2 separate regions of the Columba livia genome follow, and region 2 is linked to region 1. The links are chromatin contacts, called in public Hi-C maps. All regions are on one chromosome and are shown on one strand. Each heading gives the region's core, a stretch centred on a gene start, on an enhancer-like site or on the middle of the called end of the contact. The rest is flanking DNA. Distances are from core to core; before and after follow the strand shown. Region 1 overlaps TMEM260 (transmembrane protein 260). Region 2 holds the start of TBPL2 (TATA-box binding protein like 2).

What was found. Hi-C and Micro-C count contacts between places; a contact is called where the count stands out from the background.
Region 2: a contact with region 1 is called in a Hi-C map of crop, with 3 times the contacts expected there. The contact joins the promoter of TBPL2 here to the enhancer-like site in region 1. A contact is called at or near these places in 2 of 2 Hi-C or Micro-C datasets (crop and liver).

The regions. Positions count from the first base shown.
Region 1 is chr5:3,761,823-3,768,125 of bColLiv1.pat.W.v2, forward strand. All of the region lies in intron 1 of TMEM260 (transmembrane protein 260), which reads right to left. Among named protein-coding and RNA genes, the nearest start is that of PELI2, 110 kb to the right of the region's middle. Within about 2 kb of position 1,764, at least 1 of the 3 cell types and tissues checked has an H3K27ac peak away from gene starts, as active enhancers do.
Region 2 is chr5:4,077,283-4,084,002 of bColLiv1.pat.W.v2, forward strand. It overlaps TBPL2 (TATA-box binding protein like 2), which reads left to right and starts at 3,035. Exons shown (of 7, transcript XM_065063143.1): 1 at 3,035-3,208; 2 at 6,709-6,720. The coding sequence starts at 3,146. TRNAG-UCC (transfer RNA glycine (anticodon UCC)) reads right to left here and starts at 3,702; the gene lies at 3,631-3,702.

The DNA.
Region 1 (6,303 bases), core at 514-3,013:
GTGATGTTTCAACCTCCGGACGTGATTTTGGGCCAAACAGTCTGTGTCCCACAGGGCCCTGGTGTCACAGGGACTGACACATCACAAGTACCCTCATGCCCAATGGCAGCAAAACACGTAACTCCCTGAATCAAAGTGGCCAAAGAGGGATGCTCTGTTAAATCCCCGGTGTGAGTTGAGAAATCCCCATGGCTTTTTGGTGTCATGGGTGCTGTTCAGGAGATGCTGGGGGCTCCTTTTGTCCCAGGGCCAGCTGCACAGCCTGCGGCAGAGGGGATGTGGCCACCAGCCCAAGGTGTCACTGGGACCATGTGCAGCTGCAGCTCCATCCAGAGCACTGGAGCTGCTGGAAGCTGCTGGGAGATACTGGGAGCTACTGGGAGCTGCAATGGGGTCCTCTGCTAACAAAAACCCTCAGCCCCATGCCCGACCCACTGGGCAGGAGTCAGAGAGCAGCTGTTTAATGGGTATTTTCATAAACAATTCTATTTTCAGCCCTAGCTCGCTAGTTTTGTTCTCATCAGGAACAGATCATTACTGAGTTTAAAAAAAATGGAGAAGGAAAACAGATTTCTTTGCTGTTGCTGCAGCAAATCCATGGAAGCACAAGGCGACTTCTAAGGCACAGTATTTGGTTTTTTATCTGACGCATCCACTCACACAGTCTCACATGGTCTTATCTTCCATCCTGATAACGGCTCCAGAGAAAAACCCAGCAGAGAAATTAGCAATCAAGAGCAATTTTATCAGGTCTGTGTGACAAACGCAGGGGCAGAAAGCAGCATGTCCTTTGGCCCCTCCAAGACAGGAGTGCCTGGAAACCAAAGGGTTGTTTCACAAAACAGGTCAGAATGATGATGTGGCTGTAGGGTTCTTTTCTTCAAATGCCCAAACCCACACCCTGTGGGGAGCAGCAGGTTTTGGCTGAACCCCTCAGCTGGTTTTGCTCTGGAGCCCAAGTAAAGATGCTGATCCCCAACTGCCTACCGTATAATGGTTGGACTCGATGATCTTAAAGGTCGTTTCCAACCAGAATGATTCTATGACAAACAGCACAGCAGTACATAGGGTGATGTAGATGACCCCTGTAAGCAGCATCCCCCCAGTTCTCTTCTCTGCAAATGCAAAGCCCTTATAGAAAAAAGTAAAGTAAAATAGAAAAAAGATTGGATATATTACAGAAAAAAGCACAGACAAGCTGACCACAGTCTCCAAACCTGGGAAACAGCATTTTTCTGGGCCAGGTCAGGGTCTGGCATCATGTGCCCCCCTGCCCAAATATTCCAGCCAGAGCCACGCTGTGCCTTGCAGAGCGAAAAACCAGCAAGCTGCACATAAGCAAGTTAAATAGATCAATATTATCCAAATTTATATTTTAAAAAAACAAACCAAAAAACCCCAACAACAGCAAAAAAAACCCAGATTGCCTATAACCTTGGGCTGTACCCTTTCCTGGTCTCGCTGATGAGATGCAGCAGCTTTCCTGCCAAGAAGGAGTCACAGGACTTGCCAAGCGCTATCGAGCAGCTCTGCCCTCATGACTCAGGGGGATTTCGTGCCTTATCACATGTGCACTGCAGTGATTTCCAACGGCTGGGGGCGGGAGGGGGAAGCAGGAGGTCACATTCACACATATTGTGAAAAAAAGATCCTTAATTACTCCCCCAAGGGCTGTTTCGGAGCTACCGTAGGGCCAAAAGCGAGATTCAAAACGTTCATTAAGGAAGTTGGCAGACAGATGTGCCCGGATCACCGAGTCACAATATGGTCCCTGACCTTCAACAGGGAGTTGGGAACCTGAGCACCGTGTAATGAAAGCGGAGGATGGAAGAAGACGTTTAAAGCAGCCCTGCTCATCGAGCATTGCGAGGGAGGTAAGATGTGGTGGGGAGGACGCTATGGAAATTTTTCTGGCTGGTGAATTTGCTGTGTGCAACATACGGCAGCGCCAAGAGAGGGCAGCCCAAGCCGCCACATCGCTGCCTGGCTCTTCCCAAATCTGTACACTGAGCTACTAGGATGTGTGAGCAAGCAGGAAAATATAAAATAAATAAAAATATAAAATAAATGAAATGAAATGAAATAAAATAAAATAAAATAAAATAAAATAAAATAAAGTAAAGTAAAATAAAATAAACCAAAATAAAATAAAATAAAATAGAATTAAATTAAAAAGAAAATAAAATAAAAATAAAATAAACCAAAATAAAATGTATAATAAAATATAAAATAAATAAAATAATATAAAAAATAAAATAAAATAAAATAAACCAAAATAAAAATAAAATAAAATAAACTTAAAATAAAATAAACCAAAATAAAATAAAATTAAAATAAAATAAACCAAAATAAAATATATAATAAAATAGAAAATAAAATAAACCAAACTAAACTAAACTAAACTAAAATAAATAAAAGAAAAATTAAAAAAGGGGTTTCTAGCCCAAATCCCAGATGCAAAAACACTGGGAGAGGAAATACAGGAGATCCCAGCTTTGAACGGATGGAGAAGCTGAAGCCATGAGTTTGCAAACTGCCTGTGAGCAAGACAATTTTAAAGGATGTGAGGTTAATCTCTACCCTGATAATAAGGGACCGTGGGGGGGAACATGTGCTGAAGTGAGGTGCCCCAGTGCAATGGCCGCGTTTCACCCTGTGCAAGGGAAAACGAACCGAGGGCCCAGGGGCTGAGGTGCTCAGCTGCTTTATTTTCCAAATGTTTTAGGAAAATAAAAAGAAGAAGCTGAGAAAGTTTCCCATCCAGGGTGTAAATCAGGCTCGTGTGCCCATGGCAGTAGATCTCACCCCTGGGAGTGGGGGGGCAGTGATTTTTCATGCTAGTGGCTCTGGTTTTGCTCTCCCCCTGTTCCCCCCCCAGAGCCCATAAAGGTCTTTTCCTTGCAGAAAGAGTCCGTTTTGTACATTTCCTGAGTCTTTAATAAATAGCGACAATAAAACCCGTGGAGATGGGGTAATGGACTGTGTCGATGTGCAAACATGTCTCGAGGGCATTCCCAAGCAAGTGGCTTTAGCTCAGCGGCCCTAATTGTGGGGGAGAAGCAGGTGGGGTGCATTCAAAATGTGCATTATTCCCAGCCCCGGCAGAAACACTGAGCCTCTTTTTTTCCCCATTTCAATGCAGATTTGGGCAGCCTTAGAAAGCAAACACATTTGGCTCAGGGGAAGAGAATAACACCTCCCAAGCTATAGCTCCCCAAGGGTTTGGGGAAGGGTTTTATCCCTGTTTGTGGCACTGGATATTTTCCTTTCTGAAAGAGAACAAAACCACAAGAACACTTGTTTTTTCCCCTCTGACAGTGCCCAGCTAAAGCTGGGTTACATCCAAGAGAGAATTCAGAGATGGCATTGGGGAAAATCCAGGACATCAGGATGAGGATCTGCCCCTGAAGTGTCTGAATTTTACCCGGGGAAAAATTAATTAATCAGGAAGATAAAAAAAAATTACCCAGCAAATTCCCTCAATGTGTTGTACAAATTGAAAGCAATGTTAATGTTGATTTATTGATCTGGAAAGGTACTTACATGTATAAAAGCAGCAAGGGTTCGTCTATAGCATCAATAACGTAACAGACCTGCTGTCTCTAAGCTTGTGAGCCTTTTATCAGTGAGTAAAATTCATCATGCAAGAGGGACACAGAAGGAAAAAGAAAAAGCAAAACCAAAAAACAGCAACAAAAAAAACCCAGGAAACTTTACTTTTCCTTAAAAAAATATATAAATAAAAAGAGGAGAAGCTGTATAACGAGCCAATTATCCCACAGAGAGCCAAGGAGTCAACTAGTTTGGGAATCAAAGCAGTGATGGGATGGAGCAGCGAGATCACAGGCACATCTGTGGCTCAGGGAGCAGTTACTTGAACAACTCTATAAATCCCTCAAATAGCCCCAGAAGCCAAAGAGAGTTTCCCCAGGGACTCACCCGAGCAGCTGAAAATAGAGAGTATTTCCCAGACATTCCCAACAGGAACAGTGGGAGCAAGGAGCAGTTTATAGGGGCAAGGGATGATGCTTTAGGGCTGGCTGAATAAAAGCATGGAGGACCTGGGAATAAACTTGGAACGGCCTTCCCCAAATCCAGGGGTTTGATGTGTGTGTTTCATGGCAGAATTTGGTTTCTGGAAAGCCCTGCAGGTCTTAGGTCAGAGTTGCTCAGCAAAAGAAGATCCTTATCAGTAAGAAGAGCTTTTTTGGGCACTGGTTTAACTTTGGCAAAGCGTGATGCCAAGTGAAAAAGGGTTTCAGGAAGAAAAAGATTGAAAGATGTGGTCTAGACAATAGAGTAGTGAGGTGTGTTGCAAACTGGCTTAGAGAGAAGCCAGAGAGTGGTAGTCAATGGTGCAGAGTCCAGTTGGAGGCCAGTATCTAGTGCAGTGCCTCAGGGGGCAGTACTGGGGGCAATATTATTCAATATATTCATTAACGATTTGGACGAGGGAATAGAGTGTACTATCAGCAGGTTTGCTGATGACACCAAGCTGGGAGGGGTGGCTGACACACCAGAGGCTGTGCTGCCATCAGAGACCTGGACAGGCTGGAGAGTTGGGTGGGGAATAACCTGATGAAATTTAACAAGGGAAAGTGTGGAGTCCTGCATCTGGGCAGGAACAACCCCAGGTTCCAGTATAGGTTGGCAAATTACATATTAGAGAGCAGTGTAGAGGAAAGGGACCTGGGGGTCCTGGTGGACAACAGGATGACCATGAGCCAGCACTGTGCCCTTGTGGCCAGGAAGGCCAATGGTACCTGGGGTGTATTACAAGGGGGGTGGTCAGTAGATCGAGAGAGGTTCTCCTTCCCCTCTACTCCGCCCTGGTGAGACCACACCTGGAATATTGTGTACAGTTCTGGGCCTCTCAGTTTAAGAAGGACAGGGAACTGCTGGAGAGAGTCCAGCGCAGGGCAACAAAGATGATTAAGGGAGTGGAGCATCTCCCTTATGAAGAAAGGCTGAGGGAGCTGGGTCCCTTTAGTTTGGAGAAGAGGAGACTGAAGGTTGACTCAGTCATGGTTATAAATATATAAAGGGTGAGTGCCATGAGGACTGAGCCAGGCTCTTCTTGGTGACAAACAATAATAGGACAAGGAGTAATGGGTTTAAGCTGGAACACAAGAGGTTCCACTTAAATTTGAGAAGAAACTTGTTCCTGGTGAGGGTGGCAGAGCCTGGCCCAGGCTGCCCAGGAAGGTTGTTTCTCTGCAGACATTCCAACCCGCCTGGACACCTTCCTGTGTAACCTCATCTGGGTGTTCCTGCTCCATGGGGGGATTGCACTGGATGAGCTTTCCAGGTCCCTTTCAACCCCTGACATACTGTGATACTGTGAAATATGCTGGATACCAAGCGCCTGGGTGGACATCCCTGGGGACAACATGGGACAGGGCTGGCCACAGTTTTTTCCCAGGTCACTGCAGCTTCTGCTTGGTGCCTTGTCCAGAAAAGATTCATCAATGGGTCAGAGGCAGGAGAAAATCCCCTTCCACGGCAAAGGCAAACCAATAACTCCAAGGCTTGCTGTTCAGAGAGATGTGGGAATAAAGACATTTTTCAAAATAAGAAGCAGAAAATAAATAATGTTTTGTGGATCTAGCACAACCCAGGTCAAATAGTCAGGGTAGAAAGGACTTACTTGTCCAAGAAAATCTGTATAAGTTGGATCAAACTTCTCACCAGTTTTTCAAAGGGGAAAACTTCGCTTCTTGTGCAAATTCTACCCCTGAAATTATTTCAGGCTGAAGCAAACCAGAGACAAAAGAAAAGCAAGAACACCAGTCCATTTTCTCAGCCTGGACACCCCTCCTCTGCATCCCATGGACCTCCTGGATGGAGCCCCTGTGCCCCCCGAAATACACCTCTGAAGGATGGGGTGCCCCATCTGCAGTGGGGAAGAGGGACATTGCCCTCTCAGCTGACAAATTATCCACAAGTTGTACAAGCCACAGAGGTTGTTTCAGTTACTAAATGATTAAAGCGTCTAAACTCTGGAGCAATGAGGATGAATATGGTTTGAAAAATGGGATATTTGGAGAGGCCTCCCCCAGCATCTCTCTGAGCCATAGGAACCCTCCGAAAGAGCCCCAGATAAGTAAGACATCATTAATAAATCAATGACAGGGAAATGAAAATGGAAGTAAATGAATCAGCGAGCTGATCGGGTCACAGATGAAAAATAGCACATCTGCTGCCGCTTTCAGTGCATTAACAAATAAGGCCACTGGCTCAGACACACTAATGCTTGGAATAATGAAGCTTCAAGACCGATTAGAGCATAAATCACATATTTTA
Region 2 (6,720 bases), core at 1,785-4,284, 320 kb after region 1:
AGAAGGCTTGGATTCTGCTGTTGACAGAGCAGCATAGAGCCCTGGGATAATTGGAAAATGCTGCATTTGGACAAATCTTGTGCATAATATATTGCTCCTTTCATGGAACACAATGGCGCTATTAGTTTCTCTTCTATCTCCTCTGAAGGCAGCGAGGGCACCAGGAGATGCAAGTTACACCTGAGCCAAGCTCCACTCTTCTGAGACAACTAGTTTAGCATAAAGCTCAGAAGAGCAGAAAGCAGAACATTGTCAGTCATGAGCTTTTAATTCTCAAAGTAGCTCCTGAAAAAGATAAGATAAAGCCAAACCAGATTTACCAACTTCAAAGCACGCAGCAAGGCATTTACAGCATGCTGCGAGAGAAGCAGCTGGTGAAAGCACTGAGGAATAAAACAGGTAGAGCTTCCTTACGGACTTGCTCCTTGTCCCTTCCAGGTTTGTGGAAGTCTCCTGTGATTAGTCCCACCCCATAACCACATTATAGCATCCAGGTAATGCAGGAATGTCTGCTACAGGAATGTTTAAGCAACCGGAATGCAAGTAGAAGCTCTGGAACTGTCTTCTCCAATTAGTTATCCAAGGAAGACTGATATTGAATGACTCTTACAAAGAACGCACAAAGCGCTTTATTGTTGTACAAATCATCAACTTTCGAAGTAAAATGAACCAATTTGCTAATTAAGACTCATGACAATTCATCATCACAGTAACTACGTATTCGAGATGATTCATCACCCCGTAACTGGCTCCTGCGCTCGGGGATGCGGCTCCTTCCCTGCTCATGACTCACCTTGGCCTGGCTCCGGGCGGCTGCTGCTTTACAAAATGAATTTTAAAAATAAATTTTTAAAAAGGTTAAATAAAAAAAAAAGAGGAATGCCCGGCCTTGAGGAGGAGCCCTCCCGAGGCACAGCAATGCCTCCCCTCCCTTGGGCAGCACTTAGAAAAGCTTTTCCCTACATCAAAGCAACCCTGAGAGCTTGGATCGCCCACACAATGTGGCTCTTGACTCCTCTGGTGATCTCTCCGCTTACTAAATGTCTTCCCTCCTCCTCTGCCTCAAGATGGGTAAACAATCTTGCGCCCGTTCAACAGAGGAGGCACCAAACCTCATGACTTACCCAAAACCACACCCGTCGGTGCCTATGCCGTTTCCAGAATACCCCTATCCAAGGAAAGAAGCAACACCAACATTAAGAGATTAATATTTTGTGTTCATCTCTGACGTAGTCTTTCTCCCTTAAACACCACGGTTTGACCTCTCCATCTCAGGTTCACAAAAAGCAGACAAGTCAGTCCCCGGGAGCTGCAGGATGAACATCTCCAAGGGGTTCTGCAGCGCAACGAGGGACTAATCAGACGAGGAAACCCAAGGTACTGCGGCTGCGATGCTACAGGCAGGGCCACACCAGGGAGACACCACAACACTCCAGCTTCCCACCGCAAGCACAGCAATAGTGTTCACACACTGCGGGAGTGGAACCTCCTGTCCCCGTGGGATGGCACTGCGAGGACAAACCAAAATTCATGTAACGAAGGAGCCTGTGAGGGCTCCCAGCCCTCAGCACCCATCCCATTGTGCTGGCAAAGGCAGCTGTCTGCAACCACCCCGATCACCTGCCAGCCCCGAGCAGGACATTTCAGTTTTAACCGCCTTGAACTGGTCTGAGGTAGCTCCACTGGCCTCCGTAATTCAAGGTGTAACCTCTCCGGGAGTCCTTTCCTTGCTTTGCTGCTCCACTCGCCTCCTGGGTGCTCAGGATGGGCTGTGTGATGTAAATCAACCTGCTGCAGGCTGGATTTTTCTGGAGCTGGGGGAAATTGGCACCTCCGAAGCACCAGAGCAAGGTGAGTCTCAGAAATACCACGAAACCGGCCCAGCAGGCTGTGGTGAGGAGGGAAGGATGCTCATCAGCCACACTCTGCCCCACGGATAAAGGATACAAATCTAATCCTTCACACCTCTGAGGCAGCAAGAAGCACCTAGCAGCACTTCCCAAAGACCTGCTGTGTGCTGGGGCTTCAACAACTTCTTCCAAAGGGTTTCTTCAGCTCATCTAGCTGTTTGCAGGCAAATCTCTCAGTGATCACATTCATCATGGCAGTCAGCACATCCACCAGCCCACACAGGGACAAGGATGTGTCCTCAGCTGCACCTTCACAGAAAGCCATCCATCCGACACCGTACAGCAACAGGACAGGAGAGAAGGAACAAGCCAGACAGCAGCCGCTGGCATCTAGTCAAGCAGCGCCCAAGTTGAGCTGTGTTAGCAGCACAATGCTCCCACAGCATCAAGAAGCAGCATAACACAAAATCCCTCCTGGCAACGCGCTGCCTCGCACCTGAACTCTCCGTACATAGAATCACAGAATAGTTTGTGTCAAAGGGACCTTCCAAACTCCCCCAGTGCCCCCCCTGCCATGAGCAGGGACATCTTCACCAGCTCAGGTTGCTCAGAGCCCCGTCCAGCCTGGCCTGGGATGTCTCCAGGGATGGTTCATCCACCACCTCTCTGGCCAACCTGGGCCAGGCTCTCACCACTCCCAGGGGCAACAATTTCTTCCTCATGTCCGGCCTGAATCTCCTTCCTTTAGTTTAAACCCATCACCCCTTGTCCTATCACAACAGGCCCTGCTGAAAAGTCTGTCCCCATCTTTCTTATCAGCCTCTTTTAAGTCCAGAAAGGCCACAGTAAGGTCTCCCCAGAGCTTCACTTCTCCAGCTGAACACCCCAGCTCTCTCAGCCTGTCCTCCCAGCAGAGCTGTTCCAGCATTGCATCATTTCTGTGGCTCCTCTGGCCCCTCTCCAGCAGGTCCATGTCTGTCCTGTGCTGAGGACCCAGAGCCAGATGCAGAACTCCAGGTGGGGTCTCAAAAGACATGACTTTTTTGAAAACAGAATAGCCTTAAATTAAACCATTGCTCACAGGGGGCTGCAAAAACAGGGATGCCACTGGGGAAAATATCTGCAAGGGAAAGACAGCAGCAAACGAAAGGAAAGATGGTTTCCTCCTCCTCCTCCTCCTCAGCAGCATTAGCAACACTGCCCCAGCTGAGAATAAGCCATTTTGTTGCAATTTGAGGTTTATCACTTTGGACTGAGGCTCTTCTCAAAGGACCAGATGCTCCATATTGCACTTGATGAAGCAGGTGGGAGAAATTAAGGGCACATTACACCTGCTTGCTAAAAAGCAACGGCTAGAGGTGGAGCATTACCTTTGCAAGGCCAAAGTCGCAGCTCTGACTCCCCATTTATCTCCAGCCCTGCAGAGGGGAGCAGGCTACTTTTGGAGGCTCACGTAAAGCGCATGAGAGCACCCCGATTTCTCTACCATTTCCAGAAGATGGAGCAAACCCCGGCGTGGCAGGAAAAAGGCTCAAAAGGGTAAAAATCGTTGTATATAAAAGCCAGCTGTGCGAGGCTCTGCTCTCTGATGAGCTGCACCTGCCCCGGTGCGGCCCCTCGGGGTTAAAGCGGGGCTGGGGGGCGGTGTTTCGGGTCCCGGGTGGGCGGTTGTGCCCATGGACGATGTGTTGCCGCTGGAGCGGTACCTGGAGCGCTGCGGCGGGCAGGTAGGCCACGGGAGACTATTAAAAAGTATAAGTAAAAGAAAACTGTCTGAAGCTGCGTTGGCCGGGAATCGAACCCGGGTCAACTGCTTGGAAGGCAGCTATGCTCACCACTATACCACCAACGCTGCGGCGATTAAGCGGCCCCGCCCGCGCTTTAAGTCTAATACAGTCCTGCCTGAGCTGAGCTTGATTAAGCTGGGCTGCCCAGTGAATTTTGCTGCCTTGCGGAGCTCCTCTCTGTCCCCAGACAGCTTAGCCGGCACCTCCAGTCCGGCCTTGAGTAGGGTGATACTGGGATATAGTGGTCCAGCGCTGCTGGGAGGATGGAGAAGCCGTGGAGGGGCTCTCTGCTGCGGGAGCTTTTTCTCATCTGCTGCTGTGCCTTGCTATGGAGTGGTGTTTGTGAGGGCCAGGCTGTGTACCAGAGTATCTTGGCACTGAGGCAGGCAGGAGGCTCAGATCTTTTCATGCTGGTTGGTAAATGTTTGCAAAAACTTTGGGGTTTTTTATATGAAACAGCCATCCCGGGCTGAGGTGGTTGTAGAGGCAACAGGGTGAAGGACTAGAAGAGAACTGGACTCCACAACTGGGCATCATCTTCACCCAGGGAGTCACACAGAGTCACAGAATGTCAGGGGTCAGAAGGGACCCCAAAAGCTCATCCAGTGCAATCCCCCTGCTGGAGCAGGAACACCCAGACGAGGTTACACAGGAACACAGCTTGTTTATGTGCATCCATTGTAAACTGCTTTTCAGCTCAGAAAATCATTTTTGCACAGGCTGTTTGAATCCAGAGACTTCCCAGTGGCAGTCAGTACAGCCCTCTGCATATGGCCCTATAAAGTATATAATGTGGTGAGGTATAACTAGGGGTTTACAAATGCTGCTGAGCTTTTTGTATTCCAGGCTTGCTGGGACAGTTGATAATAGCAACAACGTGTGGGATACCACTGCAGAAAGGAAAAAAAGATGAGTCTGTTGCTTAAAGCAGCTGGATTTGATTTTTTATTTCTGTGTACCTGGGTTGCAGGGATTCCTGCAGTGAGAGTGAAAATGGCTGTTTCCCCTTGAGCTGCCCCAAACTGGAGTGATCTCAGACAGGATCTATGTGTGAAATCTCCTTCCTGGGGCTGCTGGGAGATGTCCAAAGCGCTATGCAGTTGATGGGGCCTTCAGTGGAGTTAATTAACCCAGAGTCTCTAGCAATAGCCCTTGGCAGCCAGCCTGATATAAACATGGTCTTGTGCCCCCTTTCACAGCCTCTGAGCATCTGGCTAACAAGAAGGCAATCTTCCCCAGCGCTTAACCCTATAAAGGCTTTATTTTTCCCTGACCACTTTTGTGAAAACTTGACGAGAAAGAAACCGAAAGCAAATCTTCCTGTCTCCTTTATGCATTTTACTCCTCTGATGCTTTTCTTGATTTGTTTTTTCAGCTGTTTAATGCTTCCAGGCTACTATTTCTCCATCAGCTTCTTTCTCTAAGCTATGCCACAAACTGTCTGCTTTTCATCTCTTTTGTATTTCTTATATTCTCTGATGCCTCTATGATGTGCAACTAGTCCTACAGGCTCACAGTGATGAGGCTGCTTTTGTGCCACCTTCTCTGCATCACAGCTCATACAAAACTTCCTGATTAGCTCCTGTACTACTAAGTTTTACTCCACTGGAGGCCTTGCAGAGGTTGTGCCTTCCTTTCCCTGTTGCTAACTGGAAGAATATCTGTTTTAAACAGATATATTTTAGCTATTCCATAGCTTATTGTTATTTGTAACTGTTAATACATTTGTATCTGACCTCTCAAAGCTTAGTGCTCCTGGGTCCTGTTTCCTGAAGAGCTGAGGTGTTAAGGTCTTTAAGGGTTTAAGGTGTTAAGGCCTTCTGCCCTAAATGATCTTGTATGGGGCTCTGCACCTGGAAGTCAGTTTTAGAAGCAAGTTTTGAACCTGGGTGTTCATGATGCTTTCAAAGCTAGACCTGATCATGTCGGTATTCAAGCTAGCAAAGGTTCTCTAGGAGAATTTGTCTCTTGGTGGGGGTTTTCCAAGTGCCTACAGGCAAATATGCTGCCGAGTAAGTGGGAGCAGATATCTCTGTGTGCGTGGTTGTGTTCATTGAGTTAATTAGCATAGAAGATAGAGCAGCACTAGCTCAGGGCTGGAAAGCATCAATCTGGAAAACCCGCTTGAGCTTGGGAAGTTGCTGCCAACTTGAGGGTCTTGGTCTTGTGCGCTTTCCCCTGTTCTGTTTTGCGCTTGCATTTTTCAAGTCCTTCTGTGTCTCAACGCCAAAAATGCTTAAATGAGCACAAAACTTCTTGTACGGATCACCTGGTCCGGGCTGTCACCTGTGGTGGATATTGGCAGAAACCAACTTCTTGGAAGAAGATTTCCACTAACTAGAAGCTTAAGCCCTAATGCATAAGGGAATAAATCCTTTCCTAGATTCTTGCCTCCTCAATATTATAGTTTTTAATAATAAATACCTGATAAAGAAGGACATTAGTATGCAAGAACTTGCAGATATGTTGCATGCTTGATCTGGGAAAGGATGCTGGCTTTGCTGACTGTGTCTCAAACTAATCTGGTGACCTCCAGCAGTTGAAAAGAAGAAACTCTTCACGATTCTGTGAGCTGCTGCCCTCTGTTGCATAAACCCAGCACAACACTGACACTGTCCCCTGGTAGCAAGTAGAGGAAATAGTAATATACTGAATGGGAGTTGAAGCCAGCCAGAAAATTCCTTGGAGAAAGTCATGAGCGATGGTGTTGGTTATGTGCAGAACCGAGGCACAGCAACAGCTGTGAAGGAGAAGGTGCCAACGCTGTTCCTCCAGTCACTGCTGGAGGTACAATATATAGTATTTCCCAGGTTGTGGTATTGCAGGAGTACCCTAGACCGCCTTTGAAGTGTGGTGGGAAATGCACATCTCTGCTCTCGAAGCTATCTGGATTTTTATATGCTGATGGACAAGCAAATGGCACATTCTCAAATCTTAAAACTATCCTTTGCTATAATATGTATGGGGAAAGATGACTGAAACTCCTAAGTGAACAGAAGATTGATCTTAATTTAACCTCCCAATTAATGTTTTAATACAAGATCCTTAATGACACTTTTTTTTAATTCAAGGATGACCTCTCC